Linked DNA regions of Gasterosteus aculeatus: all the other regions are linked to region 3. Evidence: chromatin contacts called from public Hi-C data. All regions are on one chromosome and are shown on one strand. Each heading gives the region's core, a stretch centred on a gene start, on an enhancer-like site or on the middle of the called end of the contact. The rest is flanking DNA. Distances are from core to core; before and after follow the strand shown.

Evidence for each region. A called contact is a pair of places that touch in the nucleus more often than the background predicts.
Region 1: a contact with region 3 is called in a Hi-C map of skeletal muscle, with 2.9 times the contacts expected there. The contact joins the enhancer-like site here to the promoter of nfixb in region 3. A contact is called at or near these places in 3 of 6 Hi-C or Micro-C datasets (skeletal muscle and whole body).
Region 2: a contact with region 3 is called in a Hi-C map of liver, with 3 times the contacts expected there. The contact joins the enhancer-like site here to the promoter of nfixb in region 3. A contact is called at or near these places in 5 of 6 Hi-C or Micro-C datasets (liver, skeletal muscle, tail fin and 1 more).

What each region holds. Positions count from the first base shown.
Region 1 is chr11:3,955,431-3,959,296 of fGasAcu3.hap1.1, reverse strand. All of the region lies in intron 3 of nfixb (nuclear factor I/Xb), which reads right to left. Among protein-coding and RNA genes, the nearest start is that of LOC144384610, 7.9 kb to the right of the region's middle. Within about 2 kb of position 1,361, at least 1 of the 9 cell types and tissues checked has open chromatin away from gene starts, as enhancers often do.
Region 2 is chr11:3,983,823-3,987,704 of fGasAcu3.hap1.1, reverse strand. It overlaps nfixb (nuclear factor I/Xb), which reads right to left. Exons shown (of 12, transcript XM_078084470.1): 11 at 2,982-3,073; 12 at 1-904. The coding sequence ends at 3,002. Among protein-coding and RNA genes, the nearest start is that of rad23aa, 15 kb to the left of the region's middle. Within about 2 kb of position 1,679, at least 1 of the 9 cell types and tissues checked has open chromatin away from gene starts, as enhancers often do.
Region 3 is chr11:3,886,330-3,890,002 of fGasAcu3.hap1.1, reverse strand. It overlaps nfixb (nuclear factor I/Xb), which reads right to left and starts at 2,361. Exons shown (of 12, transcript XM_078084470.1): 1 at 1,922-2,361. The coding sequence starts at 1,924.

The sequences.
Region 1 (3,866 bases), core at 112-2,611, 70 kb before region 3:
TTCCTCCTGTATCACCCTTTTCTGTGTTTTCAGGTAGCAACAGAGTTACTTCTTGTAGACGCAAGACCCCCTTGCGTGTCCCTTGCGTGCCTTTTCACACCTCCTTGCGTGCGTCGACCCATTTTTCTAGGCTTGCATCGAAAGCGCCATTATTAAAACAAAGACTGTTTATGAGAGAATGAATCAGATTGAAGAGCTTTTGTCGGAAGAAATGCGTAAATATGGCCGCTTATACAAGCCGTCATTGGCGGACTATAAGGACGCGCGGATGGCGTCCGATTCATGGAGGGAGATCTCCACAAACGAGGGGAACAAAGTTGTGGAGAAAAATACGGGACAAATGTGTCCGCGATGAGAAGCAGCAGTGTCGATGCACGGGGCAATAAAGTCTATGATAAATAAACAAACCAACCAAGGACTTCCACACAAAGACGTGACTCTGTAGGTCGTCTTCAACAGAAACACGTCACTCCGCCTGTTGTTCTGGAGGTGAATTGCTCTGCAACACACGCAAGACTTTTAGAACCATGAATTGAAACGAGTGCGTCGACACGACTGCGCGTAAAGACGCAGACGCACGCGCCAGCCAGTAAGACGAGTAGCTCCGACCGCTAGACGCTCCTCGATGACCAGTAAAAATAAATTGTCAGCTATTACGGCGTAACACCGTTATAAACGGTACGTGAGAGATTCATACCGTACGGAAACTTTATACCGGTATACCGTGTCTGCACACGCCAATGCCTGTGTGTCCGTGGATAAACGAGTAACATGTGACAGGCGGCGATGCCTTCATTCACCAACCCCCCCTTCACGCCCCCACAGTCTCTGGTTTGGTCTCAGCTGTCACCACGCCGGCTCTGCCTCCCGTCGGCCTCGCTGGGAAAACACTGAGCGATTTGCAGCCATAACACGGGGGCACCGACACACGCACACGCATGTGCATCAGTGCGGTGGACTTGCTTTAACAGGCAACGAGGGCTTGTTTTTGAACAAAGGAGGGGGACACAGGTGGTTGAAGTACCTTGAATGGTTTGTTGTGATGTGACTTACTGACGGGAGCGAGTGAGCGTCTGAGCTCAGTCTCGCGCCGCCTCAGACGCACACGAGGGGCTTTGTAGGCAGAAATGACTCCCATGGCAGTTTGAAATAACCAGTTATGCTAATGCTAAAGTTTGTTTTTATTAAATGAGATTTCACGTCGAGTTAAATGTGTCAACCAGTGCACCTGTTACTCTGTTAGCATGCTAACCTTTAATTAGCCACACGACAGCAGGACGCAATGTCATGCTAATGTGCACTCACTGCTGTTTGAACTATGACCTTGATATTTAGGTCACATCAGTGGAATATTCCATTTTACTTCACCCAATCCAGCAGTGCAGACAAATACAGTATATGTGTACCATACTGTGTTTATGTACAAATACACCAGTAATCTAATCTTTAAAACGCTGGAAAAGCCACTGGAAATCATTTAAAATGTAATTTGCTTTACTCTGTGAATGCCGACCCTTCTTGACCCGGATCGAAAGTAATAATCCCCCCCCCCCATCTGGTATCCCAGGCAGGTTGAAGCACACGCTTCATTTCCATATATCACTCACATGCTGCACATACTCGGATTTACGAGTAAAATAAACTACTCCTATAAGGTCGAGGGCTTTGACCCCAGAGTGGGGGGTGGAATGGGAATGGGAGGGGGGGGCTGCCATCTTTCTGCACGCGGCACATTTGTACCGGCGGCGTTTGGGAGGCGCGTTCATCCACTCAAACAAGCCGGGTGTGTATTTATCCAGAAGGGCCTCTTCAGGACCCCCCCCCCCTCTGTGAGCGCGTGCACAGAGCGCCGGCCGGCAGCCGGGAGGTGCCAGCGCGTTTATTTTACTGTGGGCTGGTTCTGGCCGTCATTATCTCACGCTGCAGAAGGAGAAGCTGTAAACAGATGCTCCGCGGCCCCCTCCCGGCTGCAGCAGTGCGCCTGGCGGTGGCCAGGGAGGAGGAGGGGGGGGGGGGGGGCAAAACGGTCAGAACACAGACGGGAGCCCCCGTACCGGCACGAGGGGGCTCGACAACTTCACTGAGCCGCGTGGCCTAAACAAGCTGCTGCGGAAACAGCGGAGTCAGGGTCGGGGGGTCGGGGGGTCGGGGGGTCGGAAAATGAAATGGCGTGTCTGTTAGTTACAGTTGCGAGAGAGGGCGGGAATCCCCCCACCCCCACCCACCCCCACCCACCGCCCACCACCCGCCTCTGACTTTAATCAAAAGCAGATATGCTGCGCAGTGGAAAATAAAGAAATAAAAAGCGTGACGAAAAAATAAAAGTTCAAATGAGCTAAAAAATGAGGGGGGGGGGGCAAAGGTGGGGGGGGGGGGCAGAGACAGACAAACAAACAGACAAGTACTGATGAGCAGCTGCAGCACTTCTCTGAGGGAGAGAGAGAGAGAGAAGAAAAATGGAAAGTCCTCCTTTGAGTGCGGCATGGAAAATATGGTCCTCATTTCATGACTCAATTCCCTCCCCCTCCATCCTCCACTACCCCCGCTCCCCGGCCACACGCCCCTGCGCTCTTTTGCAGCTGCAGCCGGGGCCGCAAAAGCCCGTTAAAAACCCGGGAAGACCAGTAAAACGCATCAGGAATATGGCGGGAGGGGGGTGCGGGGAACGGAGCCGAGGGGGACGGGGGCTCTGCACATGTGTCCAGCTGTCCTTCGCCTGTCGCTCAAAGGCTGAGGACCTTCTTTCCCACATGAGGTGGTTCAAACGTTCACGCGCCGCACATCGAGTGGGGCGTCCTCGGCCGCCTTTTGGCGAGACGCGGCGTCCGTCCCTGGCGTTAACCCCCGACTCATCTTGTCCCCATCTTGTCCTCATCTTGTCCCCATCTTGTCCTCATCCCTCCGTTGCGTGTGCGGTAAGACGCCACATTAGCAAAGCCCCTTTAAGAAACTAAAGGTGGCGAGCGGAGCGTCCTCTGCGGCCCATGGAGGGGGTGCGAGGGTGTCTTCTCCCTAATCTCGGCGGCTTTACATCTTAACCCCCCCACACCCCCCCCTCCACACCAATACCAGCTCAGGGAGAAATTAAAAAATGTTGTCCTAAGAGGCTGAGGAGGAAGAAAACCAACATTGACCCCGCTGACATGAACATCCCAGTAACGCCGGGCGCGTCCACGGCAGCTCGGCCTGCACACGCCCCCCCCCCTCCCCCGCCCCCCCATGTTCGTCATGTCCCCGCTTCGGCGGCCTTCGCCAGGTCGTACCCGGCCCTCGTCCTCCGCGACCTCGCTTCCCCTCGGTGCTCATATCACCGAGTCACGCCAGGCAGATCATTATTTCAAATTTACGGCCTGTCCGCTTGGCCTGCCTCGAGGAGGGATATAAAACAAAGTTTAAAAAAAGATTTCAAAAAATTAAATTGGGCAGTGGTTGGCTTGGTGAGCTGGAGCCAAACCTCCACCCCCCCCCTCTCCCAAAAAGAAAAATCTCCTCCTCCGACACCTTTACAGTTTCATATGAAGTTGTTTCAAATAAAATAAAAATGAAATGGCTCTGCTGCTCTATTTTGCATACACCCACTCACTAATAACTACCTGGCATGTGAGCGTGTGTGGAGGGGGGCAGGGGGGCAGGGAGGGGGTCTCGTACACCCCCCCAGCATCATTCATGGAGGGGACGACTTGACGTGAATAGAAAACAAAAAGTAAAGTAAACAAATGTGAGCGCTCCTGCTAAAAAACAAGACAAGAACATTGTATATGTGCGCGTGGGTACGTGTGTGGCGTGTGCGTCCACGCCGGGGGTGGGGTGAGGTCGGGGGGGGGTGGGGGGGGGGTAGTTGGGTGCTGTGCAGGACGTATTTCAGA
Region 2 (3,882 bases), core at 430-2,929, 98 kb before region 3:
TCGCATGCGTAGGTGGGTGGGGGGGGGGGGTTGTGAGAATGAGCTCAAATGATTGGAAGTGAGCGGCGTGGTGGGGGCGAGGGGGGACACGCGGGGGCTCCTTGCCACCTTCTTGGATTTTTTCCTCTTTAAAACTCTTTAAATAGACACGAGCGGTTCACCTACCATGCCTTGTAGGTAAGTAGTGCACATCGTTGAGATTAGTGTTAATTGATTCAAGCTCCCAGTGCAACCCTCAACCCAGATGCGTCTTGTCATGGTCGCTCTCCAGTTAGTCGCAGGCTAAAAAAGGGACTTTGTGGTCAATTTAATTTTGTTTTGGGTGAAGGCGGACTGCAGCTTTCATTGGAAACCAAATGGCGCGTTTGCTTGGATCGAGGCTGTGGGCCGAGCTCGAATGTTGTGTGAGAACAAAATTTGTTGTGTTTGTTTTTCGATTCCCCCCCCGCTCGTCTACACAACGTGTGCTGGGAGAAGCTGACCGTTCTCCTGTTCCCCGGCTCCTCCCGCGTCGCTGATGGTTCGGTGGTGTTTTGTGATTCTATTTAACTTCTTTGAAAGGAGAGAGCTGCTTTGCTGCCGTTTCCCCCCGTTGACCCTTCTTCATCCTGGCGTCCTCTTCCTCTCCCTCGTCCTTCCGTTCATCTTTTCCGTTGATCCGGGAAAAAACGTCTCGTCACTGCCGACAGGATAAATGAGTCCAGAGTTTCTCTAAAGAAAGCCGTGCTGCTGTGGTTTTTCCTGTGCCGCTTGGTTGTGTTTTTTGTGTCCGGGGGGGGGGGTCCTGGAATAGCGCTGGGGTTGGGCCGGTCGTTGGGTGGAGGACGACTGTTTTCTAAATCCGTTTGTAAAGAAAGAATTGTAGTTGTGGGTCTGTGCACAGATCTTGTCAGAGGAACCAAGACTGTAGAAGAAAAAAAGGGGGGGGGGGTCATGTTAGTATCAAAACTAGTAACTGCGTGGTACACCTGTCTAATAGCCCCTCCTCTTACTAAATGTTTATTTGTAAAAATAAAAACATTGACAATGAAAGCCAAGGCAGATGCTAAAAGAATCGTGATACCCCAAAGGTCACCTTTATACTCTTTATAGATCTATAATAATAATTCACCGTCCGAATCCTGCCTTCCATCCATTGAGCCCCCACTTTGAAGAACACCAATGCAATCCAACACTTGGTCCTGACACATCTGTACTCATCGCAGTGGTCGGTGGTGTCGTACTGGACTTGCTTGTATGAAGTAGGCTGCTTGGCCTGCGGGATACGGCGCCATGTGCTGGTACGCCAACATTCTACCAGTCGAGCCTCGGAAACTCCTCTGCGGCCTTTTGTTTGACCCCCTCTCCCCCTTTGCCCGGCCCTTATGCCTCCTGCCCCCCCTGGGCACTGTCCCAGCAGGCCTTGGGCATTGTAACTTCTCCCTTCTTGGTTGCTCGCGTTCTCTCTCCTGCACACACAATCCATCCGTCTCCCGTGAAACACTCCGACTAAATCCTTGGCAGCAGACAGTGACCACCCTCTTTTCTTTCCTGCCCCCCCCACCCCCCCGCCCCTCCCTCTCTGAAGTGCACCCCTCTCCTCAATTTCAAGATCAACTGGCTATGACATCATGTCTGGTTGCCCTGGGTGACGAGACGGCCGGGACGTGACTTCTGTTGGGGGCCGAAACTCTGTCCGCTTCGCTCCCTCCATCTCCACCCCACCATAGGTGTCTCGTTTCCAACCTCCTCCGGCTCGCAGGGCCTCACATCTGCCACCAGAGGGCACACGGAGCCAACTGATGTCAGCCGGGAGAGAACGAGAGCGAACGAGAGAGAGCGAGCGAGATCCTCGGCTGTCCCGTAGTCACCACATGCACACATGCTGACACGCTCTTTTGTCTGGTGATCTATCATTTCTTTTTATTGGCCCATCAATCTCTTTTGTGAGGCACATGCTAACTATTAATGCTGTGTGTTTTGGCTCTGCCTCCAAAAGTCAAACCAGACATTGTGTCCCACTCAGTGCTGAGCATCAGTGAGCGCATTCAGAAAAAAAGCACGGACTGGCAAAAAGTATGTAGATGCTCCGTATTGTTTTGGTGTGTTTTTCTTGGTTTGGATGGAGGTGACCATGGTGATATTTAAGCCTCTGCGAAAGGCCTCGTCGTCTAAACGCCGGAGGTCGACCTCGCTGCGAGTCTCTCGCTGCTGACGGAGAGATCTGTCGCAAAGCTGGAAGAGCCTTTTTATTGGCTAAAAGCCGTTTCAGGTGGTCGTTCTTTCAGAGCGAGGCGTTCTGTGGTGACATCCTCGGGTGTCCGGGGGGTTCGCCTACTTTCGGCCACATGGGGCGTTGAGTCGTGTAGGACAGAGCGATCTACACGAGACACAACGAAGGTGACGGGATGAAGGTCGGGAGGGAAAGCAGTGCAGGGCAAGAAGACGACGAGGGGAGTGAAATAGCTTGAGAGGGAGAGAGCGAGGGCAATAACGTGTGGAGGAACGGGGGGGATCGACGGAGCGGTTTCAGATGGTTTCCATGTGTTCCGGAGCAGAGCTCGGGGCTGAGTTGGCTCAAGGTGGGTGTGGTCGGACGCTAATGAAAAAATTACCGGTGGTAACGGAGGGAAGATACAGAGAAGGCTGTGAGAGGGAGAAAGTGCAAGGCAGAGCGGGAGAAAGTTAATAATAGGGAGGCAGGGGAGGAGAGGGGAAAGCGGGGAGGGAGCCAGGAGAGGGAGAGAAAACGGGCAGCGAGGGAGACGGCCCTCGGGCGCAACATGTGCCGAGTAAACAAGGCGAGCACATATGGCAACGCGCGCACGGGGCCGAGAAATGCAGATGCACGAGTGCACGCGCCTGTGGGGCGGCGTGGAAGGAGAGGCGCAGGAAAACACGCCAGCCGGTTTTCAGGGGGCGAGGGAATTACAAATATGTTTCCACCAACGTCCGTCCGGTAAAGGAGTTTTTTCCCCCCCGCAGTTGGTCTGGGCTCCTACCTGCGTCTGCTGCGGGATGTTCAGAAAGTTGTTGTCCCGTGATCCGATGCCGACAAACCTGTTGGGAGCTGTGGCGCCTGGCGTGGAGTATGCTGGGGAGAGAGAAGAGGACCAAACTGAGGCGTTAGAAGACACGCGACAGCATCAAAGCAGTGGTTCATGGTTATTCATCTTTCTTACCAAAAGCGGGAGGAAACGCTCAGCTCTGCCGGCATGTCTGCACGGCAAAGACGACCACAGCTAGCGGCCGGTTAGCTTAGCCTGAACACTAGCCTAGCTCTTTCAGAAGCTAACAAAACCTGCTGCCCAACACCATCTCACAGATAAATACAAAATATTAAAAGTGTAAAAACCACACATATGTTCAAATGACATTCCGTGTTAATTTGACAGCCTGCAGATGGACAGCCGTTCAAGGCGTCTGCCCCCTTCTCCTAGTTTCTTTGCTAAACTAAGCTAAGCTAACAGGCCGCTGGCTGTAGTCTCATAATCATCCCACAGTTAAAAATGTCAAGCTAGTGCCCCAAACTTTATAAGTAGATGCAGATAAATCAAATTAGAACTAGAGACAAGTATTTCATTGAGGTCATCACAGCTCAACAGAGAAATTTGCCAAAATGTGGTACACAAACTTAGCTCTTCCCGAGTGATTAAATCCTGCTGATAAACTCGGCTGGAAGTGATTGAGTGCACCAGAATCCTGACGTCGAGGATCAGTGAGGGACGTTTAAAGCCCACTGGCATCAAAGTCTCTGATATATTTAGGGCAGTCTGAAACGCCCAACGGACTGCAGCGCTTTAAGCTCACCCAGGGATTCAGGAGGCAGTGTGCGGACTTGTGTTTGTGCGGAGGAAAAGGAGGGAGGACAAGGAGGAGAGAGACAGAGTGAAAAGATCATGT
Region 3 (3,673 bases), core at 1,112-3,611:
ACTCCACGGACACACCCCGTGCTACAACCGCATCCTCATCCAAGTGTTGGGAGTTTAACCATCTTTAAACTATACGGCGAAAAGCTTCCACGTACATGAGCAAGTGAATGTTTGATGACGTCTTTATTTATTCATTTTTTCCCAAGGCTTGAGCGAACATAAAAGCGTAATATTCAGGCGAGGGGGGGTCACAAATCATCATGTGGTGGGACACACACACACAGTGCGGGATACAATTACTCCAAACTACAGTCCTCTTAGATGACGGCATTGGTTTCTGTTCCTACAGTGTGCATGAGACATGTGCTAAGCGTGACCATTAACACATGACTGACATTCCTCATCATGAAGGTCTTATAAACACGGAAAGTATGAATCTGGGGGCGAACGTGGGGTGTGTCTATAGTTTCGGGACGGCGGGCCGCAGTTTTCCAACTTTTTGCTTCCCGAACACATTTGTTACGAGCCGGTAACCCGCTGTGCCACGTTATCAGAGGTCACGAGCCGGGGTCCCTGAACCTGATTGGCGAATCCCTGAATCCCTCCGGTGAATTCTGACTACACCAACGTGTAGCTGGGATACTTGGCACCATTTCACAATATAGCCTGACTCGTTAAAGATAAATGTTATTTTAAAATGAGGTGAGTTGCTGAGAGGGAAAATAACAAGTCGAGATAATCCCATGTGAGGCCTGTCCTGAATTCTGTATCTTCTTTTCATTTTTTTTACCGATGAGCTTCTTGGGCAGCCGCCATGTCAGCGAGGATGCTCGTAAACAAATAATTATTTATACTAATAATCTTCTGTATTCATGTGCAAATAAGATCCCCCCCCCACCCCCCACCGGAGCCCCACGCACCACCTTAAGCAGCTCCAAGGTTGCATGTGGGAGGTTACACTAACTATTGACTGACTTGGAACAGATCTTGCCAAAAAATAAAAATCCGCTTGAAGGGTCAAGGACGTGCGAGCTCCATAACTCTGTATAAAACATTCTGCTTGTGGCTTTGCAGATTTGAACACATCTGCTATTTAGATCCAAGGGGTAAAAAACAAGAAATAATTATAATAACAAAATAATAGTGTTTTTCAAACTCAAAATGAACTGAAATCACAAGTCAAATATTAAATACTTAGCGAGATAAAGCTGGTGGTGAGCCGATGATCGTAAACCTTTGGCTCAAACGAATCACCCGTGCGTAATTACGCACAAATCAGACGGGCGCATTTTTGGATTTTGGCGCCGAAAACAAGTACCATCTTCTTGCTGCCTAGGGTTTCCAAATCTGTCCAACTTTGCCATTTTATGTGGGAACTCTGGCAGGGGCGGGGGGGGGGGGGGGGGGGGGGGGCTCTCCACGTGCATGTCACTACGTATAACCATTTATTTTTATTTTTTAAAGACAAACCGTGCGGTGCCTCTTGATGAGCTGCTAGCCCAGTTTGACATGCGATAACTCGTATCATATATGCGGCTATAAATAGCCCCCCCCCGTCCACGGACCACCGCAAGGACGAGACTAAAGTCCTCCAACTGAGAGAGCTGGACACCAATTTGGCCAGAAGCACATTTCGGCAACGTGTTGTGCAGCTACATTAAAAATAAGTGGCGTTGTGTGTGAATAGCAGCAACATAACATACATAGAAAAATAAAATAAACATACATAACATGCAACCCGTATTTACAAAAGATAACCACAATAACTGTGACAAGAACCATATCCGGGTAGGTGGAAGGACTACTCTAGGTGACTGATACGCATGAGATACTTCAGTACACAGTAACACACACTAGAATTATAAGTGTCAGCCCACTAAACTTTGAAAGGAAGTCTGCGTGTCAAATCTACGGAGAGCTAAATGGATCTGAAAAGCTGACTGCACAAATGAGCAAATGACTTGGTTTACACGGCACGTACCATTGTGGTGTGGAGGGAAATGTGCCAAGCACCTCTCAAAGACGCATTTTCCACCCTCGAAAAGTTCGGCTTCCAAAAAAAAAAAAAGTGTGTGGGAGAGAGAGAGAGAGAGAGAAAAGTGCCCGGTTTCTCGTTCAGCTCGGCCTCCTTCCGGAAGCAAAGCAGCCCCCAAAAACACGGCCCGCTCTCTAATGTATTTATTTGCAGTCGCCGCGGACGCGCACGCGGCGGCGTAATCCGAGTCGTCCGCTCCGCCGACTGCTTCACGCAAGGTGTTTACGTCCGCTTTCACCGCGTGATGCCTCCATGAGAAAAAATATCCCCCCTCCCCCTCGCTCCCTCCCTCCCTCCCTCCCTCCGACTCTGTCCCGGTACCGTAACGTCCACCCGAGCCGCCCGCACTTCTGCAGCATGCGCCACCGACACAATCAACGCTCGACCAGCCCCCCCCCCCCCTCACCCCCTCCCTCCCTCCTGAAGCAGCCAAGCAAAGGGGGAGTTGCTTTGCATCGAGAGTAAGCGCGAGCTCAGAGCTTCCACGCGCCTCACCCGAATCAGCTGTTGCTCGTGCGGCAGGGGATGCCCCCCCCCCCCACCCCGACTGACACAACCACCGCTTAGTGCATGCTCCGGACCGGTGCCCTCCACCCGGTCCTTTCGGTGTGCGGGGCGGGGGGGGGGGGTTCCTGCGGCCGGAGGACGCGGAGCGACGAGGGGGGGCCTGGTGAATTATTAATAACTGGAGCGGTTCGCAGGCTGTCGTGTTCGGCGAGTAACCAGGGCGGCAGCTGGGGGTTTAGAGGAATTAAAGACGGGCTCAGAGTAAACCGTGGACGCGGGGGATTAGGAGCTCTCACCGGCGGGGGGGGGGGGGGGGGGGCAACCGCGCGCTGCTACAGATTCGGAAAACCCCAAATAGTTTCAGTGTCTCACAGAAAACTTCATGTCCATTTTTTACAATACATATGGAGGCGTTGTTAGTTGGGTGCCAGGAGACTTGATACGCCTTCCGAACCGAACCGTTTCACAACCACATCCACGGTCGAGCTGTTTGCATCTCTGTTTGTTTTAGGGGCCCGAACTCCACCTTTTATACTCGTTTCGGATGGAGGCGACCGAGGCGCGGCCCGCGGGTTATCGGGGGAAACGGGGCGGTTCCGAGGAGGTGCTGCACCTGCCGCAGTCTGGGTCCGCCGGTTCAGCTCGATCACTTCACAGGAAGACCAGTGCGAAGCTTCTGGACTGAGCGGCTCCTTGAGGACACGCGCACGCACGCGCGCGCGCACACACACACGCGCTCAATGTTTCACAGAGGCCGCGTCTTTTACTCCAGCAACGAGAATCAAATCATTTATACGCTTTATATTTACTTTAGGATACAAATGAGCTGAATGTTTAAATAAGAATGAATACATCATTCTGAGTCATTTTGAGTGTTCAATGTTGGATGTTTTAGGGCCTAATGATGGACGAAAGACTTTTTTTTTTAGTTTTGCAGTACTAGATTATGCGTTGAAAATTATCAATAATCTGGAATTTTAAAACCATTTTTTGAGTGAAACATGTGTTAATAAATTCCTAATTTAAATACAACAGAGTTGTCCCATGTGTATTAAATTACTACTCTTTTGTATTTACAATATTAATTGTCCAAAATTAATTAATTAATTATCCAACACCTCATTTGCAATGTTACCACAAAATACAATATATGAAAAATAATCCATTTAGGCCTCATGTGTTTTATTTGCT